Regions from separate parts of the Sus scrofa genome. Here region 2 is linked to region 1. A link is a contact called in public HiChIP or PLAC-seq data. All regions are on one chromosome and are shown on one strand. Each heading gives the region's core, a stretch centred on a gene start, on an enhancer-like site or on the middle of the called end of the contact. The rest is flanking DNA. Distances are from core to core; before and after follow the strand shown.

The links. HiChIP or PLAC-seq counts read pairs in DNA pulled down with a chosen protein or histone mark.
Region 2: a contact with region 1 is called in an H3K27ac HiChIP or PLAC-seq map of skeletal muscle, with 2.1 times the contacts expected there. The contact joins the promoter of STT3B here to the promoter of GADL1 in region 1. A contact is called at or near these places in 1 of 5 promoter capture datasets (liver), 1 of 47 Hi-C or Micro-C datasets (embryonic fibroblasts) and 1 of 2 datasets of contacts at active chromatin or transcription factors (skeletal muscle).

The regions. Positions count from the first base shown.
Region 1 is chr13:17,045,345-17,052,392 of Sscrofa11.1, reverse strand. It overlaps GADL1 (acidic amino acid decarboxylase GADL1), which reads left to right and starts at 3,079. Exons shown (of 15, transcript XM_021071494.1): 1 at 3,079-3,319.
Region 2 is chr13:17,528,254-17,535,301 of Sscrofa11.1, reverse strand. It overlaps STT3B (dolichyl-diphosphooligosaccharide--protein glycosyltransferase subunit STT3B), which reads right to left and starts at 2,961. Exons shown (of 16, transcript XR_002338187.1): 1 at 411-2,961.

The sequences.
Region 1 (7,048 bases), core at 1,830-4,329:
AAGGGACCTGACTCAGCTGATAGGTGTTACTTTTGCCCTTTCCCCCTTCCTTCTCCATGTTTGGACATGAGTCAGTCTGGAGTTCTGGCAGCCATTTTGCAACCATGAGGAAGTCTTGAGGCCAAAGTTTGTATTAAGGATAAAAATGAAGTTTCTAGGTCCTTGTTGAAAACATGGAGCTACTACACCAATTATAGATAATCTAACTCCACTACTTTCATGTTAAAGGAGAGAAAAAATGATCTAATTTATTTAAATCACTGCTAATTTTGGTCTCTACTACTTACAACTCAGTACATAGACTATCATGCAAAAATCATATAAGGTTTATGCTATTAGTCCCATTTTACAAAATGGAGCCTTAGACTAGTTGTGTAACTTGCCCAAGTTAGTCATTCACTGGGTATTGTTGGATTGACCAGTACTAGATCATCATTGATCCAAGATCTGATGAGTAAGCATTTGAATATAGTGCTTGTCTGACAACAAAGGCTGGTTTCCTAATCATTACATTTTTCTGCCTATGTGCTGAGAATGCTGCAAGAATTTTAGACCAGTACAACTTGTGGGCCTCCAGCAGGTGTGACCATTGGAAATGTTCTTATTGGAATGGATACTCAGGATCTTCTTTCTTCTTGGTCAAATCCTGTCCAGCAAAAGGGAGGTTTTTTAGCTTTGAGTAAATTGGCCCAATGACCAAACAACTCTGTGTCTAGCAGTATTTTGTTTTTCTTTATCTGAATGCAAATTCCTAATTCCTTGGAGCATCCCTATAGGGATATGTTTTCAAGATGAAATCAGCTTCCAGCAAAGTGTATGTAATAGAATAAGTGCTCAACAAGTGATGAATGGATTTATGAATGAATGGATGCTGTTCTTAAGGCAGTTCTTCCTGTGATGGATTCCCACATTTTTTCTTAAAAGCCTTTTTTAAGTCCCACCATGTTATGAGATGTGGTAGCTCCTCTTTGATTCAGTTATGACTGCCAGGATGCAGTCCAGTTTCCTGCAAGGACAACTGGCCTGTCCTCTGTACTTTCCATGGATCCATTTTCCTGAAAGGTTTTGGTGAAAAGCTCTTACCACAGATGGTGGAAAGTGTCTTTGCTCATCAGTACAACCCAGGGTGTAATTTGGACACAGGCTCTGTAATTACGGAAAGTGGAATACCAGTCATGGTTCTGAAATATTTTCTCTCTGTGCTTGTGGGCCAGTTATCAAACTGAGCCTTTGTCCAACTGTAAAAAGGGGATAACAATAATTCCCATTTATATGAGGATTATAGGAGGGAATATATGAAAAGCATTTATCAGAGTTCCTAGTTCATAGTACATGTTTAAAAATAATAGCAACTATCATTAGTGAAAATTACTAATAGGAAACATTTCTTAATCCTTAAAGTAGAATTAGCCATCTCCTCAGCTGTGTCTCCCAATGTCCATATTTTTTCACTGAACATAAAATAGATAAGAAAATTAGCTCTTTCTAAGCCTGTCTCTCTCAATACACTAAAGCACTCTGAGTGAAGCATTTTTTCTTGAAATCCCTAGAAACTGGCACTAAGGAAGTGCCAAGTAATTGAAGAATGAGAGCAAGAAGGAATAGAACACACTGCCTTTGTTATAGGAATAAATATGAGAGTTGAGATATGCCAGTAACCGGTGAGTTCATAGAGCAGTTTCTGGTTTTCAGTCTAAGGCATTTTTGATGGCAGATTCCCTGGTTGGGGCAAGAGGGGCAGAGAAACAGGTCTATAAATGGGCATTTCTGCAATCCACTGTGGCCCCAATTGGTCATGGTTTGCCTCACACAGAGGGATATATAATTTAGCAGCAGCTGACACTGGTTACTGTTAGTAGCTGGTGTAGAGAGAGTCCACTTATTAAAAAGCTAAAAAAATAAAAGGAAAAACTTGCCAGAGTGTATACTGCTTTCAGTATGTTTTAATAGAATCGCCAAAGATTAACTCCTGAACTTCCATCACTAGATCTCTGTCCTTTATCTGGTGAAACAGCATACAAAAGGGCAGAAGGTGGGATGGGTCTCCAAAACTTCATAAAATTTGTCTGCAGGGCCTTAACTTTAATATTTTAATAACTCTCATTGTAGGCATATTAGAAATAATCAATTCTTATTTGAGAGAAAAGGCCTGCTCTGTCCTCACTGATAGGGATTTTAATTACACTAGCCAGAGGAAATAATTCACCAGCTAAGAGACCATACTAGGCTCTGTGCAAAAGTAAACCAAGATTTTTTTCTAGCCCCTTGAAGGATTGAGATTACAAATGCAGTTCCATAATGTAGTTGTCATAAATGTGCTTTGAAATGGCATTAACTGATTGCTCCTATCATATCAACAGCCTAAGTTAAAATGTCCTAAGGGATTTAACTTTAAACATAAAACTTGTTGGAGGGATGACAAAAAAGCAGCACTTGCTGATTAAATTTAAATTTACAATAGGAACATGGCTGAAACCCAGCTTCTAGGGGCTCGTGGAAGAATTACAGTGTGATGAAAATTTTAGGCTAAAGACCAAATAGTGGGCCTTTTGAATTAACTGCCACTTTCCACCCTTTACCACCAGACAACAGGTGCCTACTCCTTCCCTTCTCCAAACTTGGAATTTTGCAGATGCAAAAGGGTGAAATCTGATCAGGGACAGGGCATTTGCTAGTGGGACTCTTAAATGTCAAGGCTGTACTGAATGAATGGGCAGAGAATCCTGTTCACAGCAGTTGGCCCCAAATAAGTTCCCTGTGCTGGTGGCTGGAGCTGGCATCAGATTTAGCTTAGGGTTTCTGAGGCCAGATCAGGCCCTGCTAGGTGATGACTCCAAAAAGCTGGATGCTGGAAAGATCACAGGCCAAGGCTTACTCACCTGCTGTATCTCAGTCTCTACCCTGGGGCGGGGGGCTCCTTGGAGGTGCGTCCTGCCCATGGTACCCAGGCAAATGTCCTGCACCCCTGCACACAGTCCCCCAGCCCTTCCTATTTCGGTCAGAGGGACCCTGGTCATGAGTCAAGCACGCGGCAGACTGCCAGCAGCTGGCCAAGTATTAATAGAGAGGCGCGGGCCGCAGGAGGCTGGCGCCAGGGCCTCAGGCGGCAGAGGGAAGGCAGTGCGAGCACGTCTCCGTCTGTCCCTGCGTGGTGGCGAGCGCCCAGCGGCTCCCGTGCGCGCACTTGCGGTCCCCAAGGGGGACGCTGCCTGGGTAACTGCAGCCGCCGCCTGGATTGATAGAGCAGCGCCCGGGCCGCCTGGAGCTGGAGCAGCGATGAGCCGCGACCCCAACCCCGACCGCGAGCGCCCGCTGGACGGTAACAACTTGCGGGCGCCCGCAGCCTCTTAGTCCTTAACTGGCCCCATGTGGGGTCTGACCTCCCAGGCTCCAGTGGATGGGGCGGGGACCAGTAGGAGGGTTATTTATTTACCCATAAGGCAGTTGGCAGGTGTAGGAAGTCCCCCCTCCCCACCCTTTTTGGATTTTTGCACCCATTTTTCTCCTTTAGGCTTATTTGCAGAATTAAACAAGTTAACTTTGATAAAGCACAGAGAACAGCGCTTGGAACGCAGTGAGTGATGTGCAGGTTGTGTAAATAAAAACGCAAAACAGGTTCTTGGCCAGGTGCTCTGCTGCAGGTATCTCTAGACAGATACTCAGTGGGAGTCCCTTCCCATTGAGAAATGATTTTGCTTCTATTTTGGGATGTGCCAAGCATCACCTCTCCACCCCACTCCTCCACAAACGCATGAAAAGAGGCTACCTGATTTACAGAGTGATGCACTCGTGTACTTCTGATTGGAGCTTGTGGGTGGGGTACCTAGGACATTAGTGGTTTAAAGAAGGCATCCTTCTGAATGCCTTCAGTTTTGGGAGTTCCCCAATCTGACTTTAGAACTCAGGTTTCATTTAGTTATTCTGGAGAATAATGGTTCTTTGATTCTGCGAGGAAAGCGTCTCAGGTTGCTTTGAATGTGTGACGAACCTTTTTTTCCAGCAAAACTCACCAATTCACATATTTGCATGTTTGCTGAAGATTGCAACTTAACCCCTTAACTGCCTCAGGTTATCCCCTGATTCAGAAGCCCTGCTCTGAAAGGTCATCATTAGCACTATTCAGGCATTTTCACTAACTAGTTAGTTGTTGACCTTTTAGGAAGAGTGCTCCTCCAGGAATAACTTCTCTTTGCATCAATAACCTTTTCAGATTGTACTGAACATAACTTAATGAACTTGCTTCTTAAGGTGAAACTCTCTGGGGGCTTAGTGAGCCTGGTGAACAGGGCCAGGGTTCCCTGAGGACCAGTCATATTCAGGGCAGGGAATTTTGCACAGTAGTTGGCAAGACAAGAATCATTGTGCTGCAAGAAGCATTTCATTCCTTCCTTTGACAGTCCTAAGCAAAGTTCCCAGCATCACTGCCCTGGATCTTCTTTTGAAAATATATTTTTAAAAAGTTGCACTGTTATTGTTTTCAATAACATAAAAAACTGGCTGGAACTTTTTGTAAAACGATTACTTTTGTGTTTCTAAGGTCAGCATACAATGTAATTTAAGACGACTGGTTATTTGAAAACTGATTGATACATAAGACTGTTGACTTAAAAAAGAAAATCCTGGGTGTTCCCGTAGTGGCTCAGCAGGTTAAGAACCCGACTTGTATCCATGAGGATGTGGGTTCAATCCCTGGCCTTGCTAAGTGGGCAGCATGGTGTAGGTTGCACATGTGGCTTGGATCCCGAGTTGCTGTGGCTGTGGTGTAGGCCAGTGGCTACAGCTCTGACTTGACCCCCTAGCCTGGGAAACTCCATATGCCGCAGGTGCAGCCCTAAAAAGAAAAAACAAAACAAAACAAAACAACACTAGTAATATGACAGGCTTCTTTATGTGAGGCAAGGACAGGCAGGATCATTATATTTTACTACCTTAGCTCTGCACACTTTTGTTTTGTTTTGTTTGGAATCTTAGTACTTGTTTTAAAGCTACAAACTCTTCAGAACTCTACTAAAAAGTATCTAGTCTTCCCAAATTAAGTGTATATCCTTGCCTTGTAACCAGGCATGTCTGAAACTTGTGACTACATCAATAGTTGCCATATATGAATAGTGAAGTGCAAAATTTAACCTTAAAACTGAATTTGGGAGAATACCAAAAAGCTTAGACTGCTGTCAGTCTGATTGTCATTGAGTAAGTGACAAGGCGATAACATGTCCAGTAATACCAAATTGTGCCAGATGTTGGCTATGACATTTTAAAAGAGTATAGAATATATGCCAGACTTAGTAAATTTCCAAGTGTATATGAAATTAATATCTGATGAGTATATTTAATGACATGCTTGTGTTAAACAAACTCTGGTTAAATATCTGTTATAGTCTATACATTATAAAAGAATGTCTCAAAGAATCCTATTGCAGATAAAGAATTCTTATTCTATTCCTCATTCTTTGATCTAGTTTATGATCTTCCCAGAGTATGTCCAGAATAAATTGGGCAATTAATTATATCAGATTAAAATTTTAATTCAATTAGAAAAAAAAATTCTCTGGATTCAAGTCATATTTTTCCTTATGGTTTGAAATCAAAACACAGACCTTTCACATAATTTGGCTTGCAAAGTCATTGGTTTTCTTTTATTCAGCTTTGATTCTTATTGAAACACTTTTAAAATGGAAGAAAATGTTACGTTTTAATAGTAGGGAACAGAAACTCTTCTTTTGGTGGAAAAGCTGACTTTTCTAGATTGTTGTAAGTCTGTAAATCTGGTATGTTGAAATAAAATTGAAACCATGACATTTAGGAACAAAAGTTCTGTGTAATTTTTTTGACCTTCTCTATGTCTCTCCATTTTCTTTCTCTTTGTAAACTTTCTACTTTTATATCACAGTTTAAATAAAACCCCTGCAGGTAAAATGTGTCACTCAGTGGCTGATCCCTCCTTTAGGATAAGAAGTGCTCACGTTTTTTGAACGCTTACTGGTTATGCTGAGCTACAAGCACTATCTTCTCTAACCCTCACTTGCAAGTCAATGGGAGAACTATTGTTGTTTGTTTTTGTTTTGTTTTGTTTTTGAGAAAACTGAGATTCTGAGAGGGTGATTGTCAGCTCTGAGTGTTCAGTCCATGCACCTAACATCTAACCTGGGGCCAGTTTGCATCCTGCTGGACCATGATGGGAAATGTACACAGGTGGCTTGCAGCAGCACCCTTTGCTGCCTATGCAGGGACCATAGGAAGAACCCTGGAGTGGTCCCTGGGAGGTGGCTTTAAGCTCATTGAGGTAACATTAGCTTTCTTCCTTATTCCTTTGTGTGGGGACGATGGAGGAAAGGCATCGATATTCAGAGGGCTGGAATTGGTAGGTCCCCCTGCCCCTCTGGCCTGAGTTGGGACCTATGCTTTGCCTTCTGGTTGCTAGGAAAGAAGGGCAGCTTGGCTTCTCCCAGGGAGAGGGAAGTGCCCCATGGGACACTCTCTAAAGCCCTCCCTTCTCTAGAGCAGGTTCACTCAGGTCCCATTGCTCTCAGATTGCAGCAGATGGGCCACCTTAGAAGGCATTGCCCTGAGAGCAGATAGTCCTGCAGTGGAGTAGAATTGTTCCCTATGAGTAACTGATGCACAGGACTTTGGCCCACAGTCTGCTCTGATGTGTGTCTCTGTATACATGATTGAAACTTTGTGAGTCTCAGTTTCTTCATCTGTAAAATAGGGATAAAAACACCCACTGTTTAGAATTATTATGAATATTAGGAATAATATACAGAGTGTCTGACAGGTATCAGCTTCCCTGTAAACAAACAATATATCCAGTAAATTGGATGTACAAGTTAATGAGGTAATTGGAATGTGTTATCTCCATGCAGTTCCCCAGAAAGATCAGGTTGGAGTGACATCCATTCACTACTGGGCATACCTGCTAATGTAAGAAGTCTGACAGCTGTGTGATGAGCACATGTGCTGTGCGTGTGCTTTTGCTGCTACTGCTGTGTTTTTGTGGCTTGGGCTTTCATTTGGGGCAAAGTCTGAGAAGTTAATGTATATATTA
Region 2 (7,048 bases), core at 1,712-4,211, 480 kb before region 1:
GAGAGCCACGAGAGAAACGATAAAAGCGAGCGAGGCTGAGCAGACGAGGTCCTGCACATCTGGACCCAACTGCAACAGGGCACCCCCTGGGTAAGCCCATCCCAACCGGCCAAAAACGCGCCCGAAGAGCTGAAAGCTGGCAAAAGAGGCAGGAGGGGAGGCGGGGAACCCGCCGCCAGGCGCCCGGCGTGGCCGATGGGGACTCCGCGAGCCAAGCGGCAGTGCATGGCTCCGTCCGCCGCCCGGCCGGGGTCAAGGTCCCGCTCGGGCGCTCGGGGGAACTTCGCCCACCGGCCGGGGCGCGCCCCAGCTCGGGCCCCGCGGTCCCCCGGCCGGTCCGGGCGGAGCACGGGGGAGGCGCTGGTCCCGGGCCCGCGGGCCGCGGCGGGGGAGGGGCGGCGGGCACTTACCACGGGTCGAACTCGTGGATGATGCTTTCGAAGCGGATGACGGCGAACAGGCGCGAGCTGAATCCGGCGAGCCAGGCCAGGAACAGGATGGTGAAGGAGAGCAGCGACTGCCAGCCAGCCGGCTGCGACAGCCCCCCGGACAGCCCCGCGGGGGCCGGCTTCGGCGCCGCGCCGCCCGCCGCCTTGTGCGCGCACTGGGCCCCGGGCCCGTGGTGGCCGTGCCGGCTGTTCCCCAGGGCCATGAGGCCGCTCCACGGGGATGAGTTGAGGGAAGACTTGTGCTTGCTCTCCGGGGCCGAGGGCTCCGCCATGTTGTGCCCCGGCGGCGGGTCTCGCTCCGCGCCGCCGCCGCCGCCGCCTGGTGCGAGGGGTGCTGGGCGGGGACCCGAAGGAGGAGGAGGAGGAAGAAAGAGCAGGAGGAGGGGAGAGCGCCGCGCGCGCCCGCCCTCAGCGCCGCGAGGCCGGGGGCCGGGGGGTGGAGGCGGCGGCGGGGAGTCTCCGCCTCAGCCGCGGCTGCGACCGCCGCTCTCTCAACTCGGATGGCCCCAGCGCCCCTCTAGCCATCCGTATCCCCAGTGCAGCTGCGGCAGCGGCGAAAGCCGACGGGACGAGGGCGCCAGAGAAAGAACAGAAGCAGACGGAGGCGGCACCACGGCTCCAAGCGGCAATGACATTCCCCTCACACTCGCCACCCGCCCCGCGGAGAGGAGCAGGAGGAGGAGCCCCTTAGCGTCCGGGCGGAGCTCAGGCTACCTCTGACTCCGCCCCCGACCCAACAGGAACTGGCCCTTCCACCTGTCACAATGCGACAGGTCCGTTAGGGGGCGGGAACAGAACCGCGGCTCCCGCCAATAGGGGTGCGAACTGGAGCGGGGGCTCGGCCCAACCGTTTTCCCCTCCCCCTCCTAGCCTCGCGCCCATTCGCCCAGAGCTGCCGCGCAGAGTGGTTAGGGCTTCATTGTCAGTTGAAAGACGCGGTTTCGCGCTCTTGTGTTGGCTGCGAGGAGAGATGCTAGGCAGCTCTGCGCGTCGCACGGGATTGAGCCGGGCCCAGGGTTCGGGAGGTGGTCGATGACAGCGGGGCAGCCTCCGTCAGGACCAGCTTACAGGAGACGAAGAGCCCCGCACCAACCGGCTGGCCGCTCTCAGGCTCCCAGCGGTCGTGACTTTTAACTCTGTGTGCGGAGCGCCCACCACGTGACCGGACGCGCAGGCGCGCTGCTCCGCGCGTGAGTCTGGCACGCACGGCTCGGCCACCGGTGGCGCTCCGCTCGCGCGGTGAGTGAGGCTCCTGCCTATGCGCTGCGATTCGCCCCGCGGGTAGCGCCCGACATTCTGCCTCCGAGGTTGCGAGCAAGGACGCGTTTGCCAACGCCGAAAATTCTTTGGAGCCGGCAAGCAGGCCCCTAGCTCGGCAACGACCTGCTAGGACCTGTGAACTGCGGATCTCTGGCGTTTTTCACTAGTATTTCTCTAATTGCAAAGGTAGTGTTTGTTCAATGGAAAGGTAGACAGATGCAGGAATCAGTTGCATACATTCCACTGGGGACGAGTGAAACTATTTAACTTCCTGTGGACTTTTAAGTTCTATCTTTAGTAGGTGATGGCTGACTGCAGATTCCCAGACACGAATCTAGGTTGTATTTTTACACCTTTCTCCCCCTTTCCCCATGCCCCTGCCCTCCAAAAGAAAGTGCTACCGGGTAGAGTAAATTCAAAGCAAAATAAGCTTAAATGCAAGTGGAGTAATCGACTATATTTCAATAAAAAGTACATATATATGTATGGAGTAGTGGGGAAACTAGAATTGCTCTGATAGAAGCCCCAGAAAGGGCACGAAGGTTTCAGCGTAATCAACAGTACTCGAGTGTTGACTTTTCACGTGATTAACATTTTTATTAGGTAAATAACATCTGAACTTAAAAGCATGTCTTCGAGTAATGTTATAAAGGCACCCAGTTATTTTCTTTAGTCATTTAAAGTTTTTACAGAGAAAATTTAAACACATTTAAAAGTTGTGTTTAAATAGTAGGTCTTTTCAAAGTGTTAGATAAATGTACTTTGACGTTGCCCTTTGAAAACGACTGGATCCAGCTACTTTCTTTTTTCTTTTTGCTGTGTCCACGCATACATAAACTCCAGGGCCAGGGATCAAACCCTGACCACAGCAACTACCTGCAACACAGCTGTGACAAAGCTGGATCCTTAACCTAGGCCACCAGGGAACTTCCATCTCTTAACCTGGTAAGTGATTAACTTTTCTCCCCTTTCCTTACATAAATAAATAAATCGTCTCATTAAGGAAAGGATGAAAAGATTTCCAGAAATAGACTTTTCCACTAACGATTTAATAGCCGACATTTATTGAACATCTAAATTTTAATGAGAGTTATGATGGAATATTAACGGAGTCCTATTGTACCAGAAAGGTGATGTGCCCTTTGTCAGAGCCCAAACCTTGTATGCCAGAATGCCGGCATTTGGAGTACTTGTGCCTTTGTTCCATGAATCCAAGTTCTGTCAGCCTAAAATAAAATTATTTTGTGTTTTTAATTTATTTGGAAATATCTATTTTATTGTCTTTTGTGTAGATGCTCCCTGCTAAGTTGTACATTATCTTTTTTGGGGGGGAGGGTTGTTTAATGGCCAGAATCCTGGTCTGAAAAGTGTCAAAGCTTGGTTCTGACCCCGTATTGTGGCTTCTTAGCCATGTAACATTGGACAACTCACCCCCCATGGGTCGCTCTTCCTACTCTTCAAGTAAATTGTTAATATCAAATTAGATGGCTTTAAAACAAAAAACCCAAACAAAAATTAGTTTATCTGAAAATATTTTGAAGGATTGTTGAGGAACATAGAGTAGCGTAAGAGTAAAAACAGCAGGAAAAACTCCTGTTATTCTTGGTCTTCACCCACTCACAGGCTCATTCAACAAGTATTTATTGGGCTTCTCTTTTATGCCAAGCACTTTGTGGACTGTGGGATGCAGTAGAGAACATGAAGGATGTGATTCCAGCCCTAGGGAGATGGATATTGACTAAACCATCCCGTTACTAAATACCAAAAATGGAACATTACAGATACTGGAAGAGACATATACAGGGGATTTGATTTGCACAAGATGGGAATGTTATCCTGAGGAAGCAGCATTAGGGCTGAGGACCAGGGGTGAGGATGAATGGACCAGGGAGAGAAGAATGGAAAGAATTAGTACTTGCAAAGGTCTGTAGTGGACTGGGAGGCAAGTACAGGAACCCAGAAAAGGACTAGTATGGCTACAACGCAGATAGTGGAACTATGTAGGATAGGAGTTGAATAAATGGCCAGATAGGGTGGAGCATGTTGAGAGGTGTTTTTTTTGTTTTATTTTAACCAGAAAGTAGTATGGAGCCACAGATGGCTTTAAGCAGGATGTGGTAGGTGTGATGGAATCAGAAAGATGATGGAGTGTGTGTTTTGTGCCATGTGGAAAGCACCTTGGAGAGGGGGACTAGTGAGAGTTCTCATCAGTCTTTTTGTACCAGTATCTGAGATTTCAGAGGTCACTTCTGTGAGGAATGCATTACTGAAGAACCTCTAAAGAACCCATAGAAATAAACTGCAACTTGTTTCGTTCTTGGTTTCCAGACCAACAACAGGGAAAAATGGTTTCCAGTCAGGGCATGAAGCTTGGGTGTGTTATTTTATTCTTCTCTGCACTTAACTTCTTTATCCTGCTAGGTGCTTACAGTGTTCTCACCAAGTACCAATATCTGAGGGGTTAGATAGTCAAACATAAACATGTGGTGTGATGAGCAGAGTGGTGATACATCAGGAGCAAAGAGGACAGTGGGCCAGGGCTTTCAAGGGGAGGGAGTGTTTGCGCTGAAACCTGAGTGTGAATTCACCAAACACACCAGGAAGAGGGATGGGGGGATGCCAAGCAGGAACAAGGAAGTCCATGGAAATAACACTCCAAGTTTAGTATTAATGAGGGTGTGTTGGAAGATGGAGGCTGAAAGGAAGATAAGAACCATATTATTGAGGATTTCTCTGCCTGGTTAACGGCTTTAGAATACCTTTCAGCAGCCAGGAGCCTTTGAAACATGGAGAACAATAAAACCATCAGAGTTGGTTGATGGAAAAAATGTTTGACAGCAGCATGAAGGATATACTGGAAGAAGTGAGAGTGGAAGGGTGGGGCCCAGAAAGGAAGAGAGAGATTGGAGAGGTATCAAGAGGGCAGAATCCAAAATTGATGGTGGGGGTGAGATAAAGGAAGTTAGAGGTTAGGATAAGTCTGGAGTTTCTAGATTGGCCATTCCAGTGGGAGATAGTGTCACAGAAATGGGGAGCCTAGGACAAGGAACAGGTTTGGAGGGAAGATGATCAGATCAGCTTTGGGCGTGTCATTTTTTTTAAGTCTCTTTAGGACGTCCAAGAGGAGAGGGGTAACGGGCACTTAGATAATGAGATCTGCTGCTTAAGAGGAAGGGTTTTTCTGGGGATACAGTTTGGGGACTCCGTTGCCATGGATGAAACTTTGGTGGAACTCAATTTAGAGAGAATTAGAGAAAGGCTGAACACAGAACACTAAAGAACTCACAAATTGGAGTTCCCTTCGTGGCTCAGTGGTTAACGAACTCGACAAGGATCTAACGAACTGGACAAGGATCGATGAGGATTCGTGTTCAATCCCTGGCTGAACTCAGTGGATTAAGGATCCAGCATTGCCGTGAGCTGTGGTGTAGGTCGCAGACATGGCTCTGGTCCCACATTGCTGTGGCTGTGGTGTAGGCCAGCAGCTGTAGCTGTAACTAGACCCCTAGCCTGGGAACTTCCATATGCCGTGAGTGTGGCCCTAAAAAGCAAAAAAACAAAGAACTCACAAATTAAGAAGACCGGGAGTTCCCCTGTGGTGCAGCAAGTTAAGGATCCAGCACTGTCACTGCAGATACTTCCACAGTCCAACCTTGAGATGACGCCTTGGCTGCATCCTAGGTGAGACACACTGAGCCAGAGAACCCAGTTAAGCTACACCTAGATCCCTGACCACAGAAATGGTAAGATAATATACATTTATTGTTTTAAGCCTTGTGTAATTTGTTACCTAACTATAGATAACTAATACAGGGAGATTAAAGAATGTCAAAGTTATCAGCAAGCTTTCTCATAATTTTCCTACAAATGTACCTAAATAACCTACAAAGATGAATAAAACCATCCTGTTGTCACCACTTCATCGCAAAAAGAATTTTCTAAGGCATACTCATACGACACCTTGGGAGAAAAAACAAAAGTTTTCCTGGTCAAAAAAATCAACATGCTTTATTTCCCCCTTAGAAGTTTGTGATAAACGTTACTATACTCAATGCTCTGAAAGTCCTGCAGTAACTTGATTTTACCCCATGCTGCTCAAGCCTATTTGATCCCATTTCCTCCTAATACCTATTAACAAGCTGTGAAACACCTCATCCTCAGACATATTTGGAAAAATGCTGCATGAAGTTAAAATTGACAATTCAACCTTGGTTCTAGAACTGGAAGGTCTATCAAATGGAAGAGTCCTGGATAGTCAGTTAGGAGTTGCGTTCTGGGCCAAGTCTTGCCAGTAAGACAAGTGACTAGGCAAATCACTGAAACTGCCTGTGGGTACCTGTAAAATCTTTTTTTTTTTTCTTTTTACCACAGCACCCATGGCATAATGGAAGTTCCCAGGCTAGGGGTTGAGGCCTACATCACAGCCACAGCAACGACAGAGATAAGGTGCATCTGCAAACTACACTGTAGTTTGTGGCAACGCCAGATCCTTAGCCCACTAAGTGAGGCCAGGGATCGAACCTGCATCCTCATGGAGACTACCTTGGGTCCTTAACCTGCTGAGCCACAATGGGAACTCCAGGTTTTCATTCTCTTGACTGTTGCCTCACTGTTGTAACATAGCAGCTGAATTTCTAGACAGCATGTTAGCATTTGAGGCAGAATGTCAGAATGGAACTGTCAATCACGTTTGCCTCCCTTTTTTAAGAATAACAAAAGTGGAGTTCCCATCATGGCACAGCAGAAACGAATCCGACTAGGAACCATAAGTTTGCGGGTTCGATCCCTGGCCTAGCTCAGTGGGTTGAGGATCTGGTGTTGCTGTGAGCTGGCATTACTGTGGCTCTGGTGTAAGCTGGCAGCTGTAGCTCCAATTCAGCCACCAGCCTGGGAACCTCCATGTGCCACAAGTGTGGCCCTAAAAAGCAAAAAAAAAAAAAAAAAAAAAAAAAAGAATAACAAAAGTGTTTCCAGAAGTTACCTTAACCAACTTCTTCTTGGGTAATAGGCAAGAACCCACTACCCACATCCCCATGATCACATTGACTTTGTATTGCTGCATACAGAGGGCTCCAGCATCAGTTTTGGAGCATGTCTGGCTTTCCTGATAGCTCAAAAAAAAAAAAAAACAAACCCAAAATTGGGTTTCACTGGGTCTAATTGGCTTGACCTAGAGCAAATGCCAATTCCTGACCAAAATGCCTTGGTTAAGAGGATGAGAAACACCCACATAATCCAGTAAGGTAGCTGTATTCCAATAAAACATGATTTATCAGAACAGGTGTTGGTCCAGATTTGGTCTACAGGTTGTAGTTTGCCAACTCCTGAACTAGAGTATT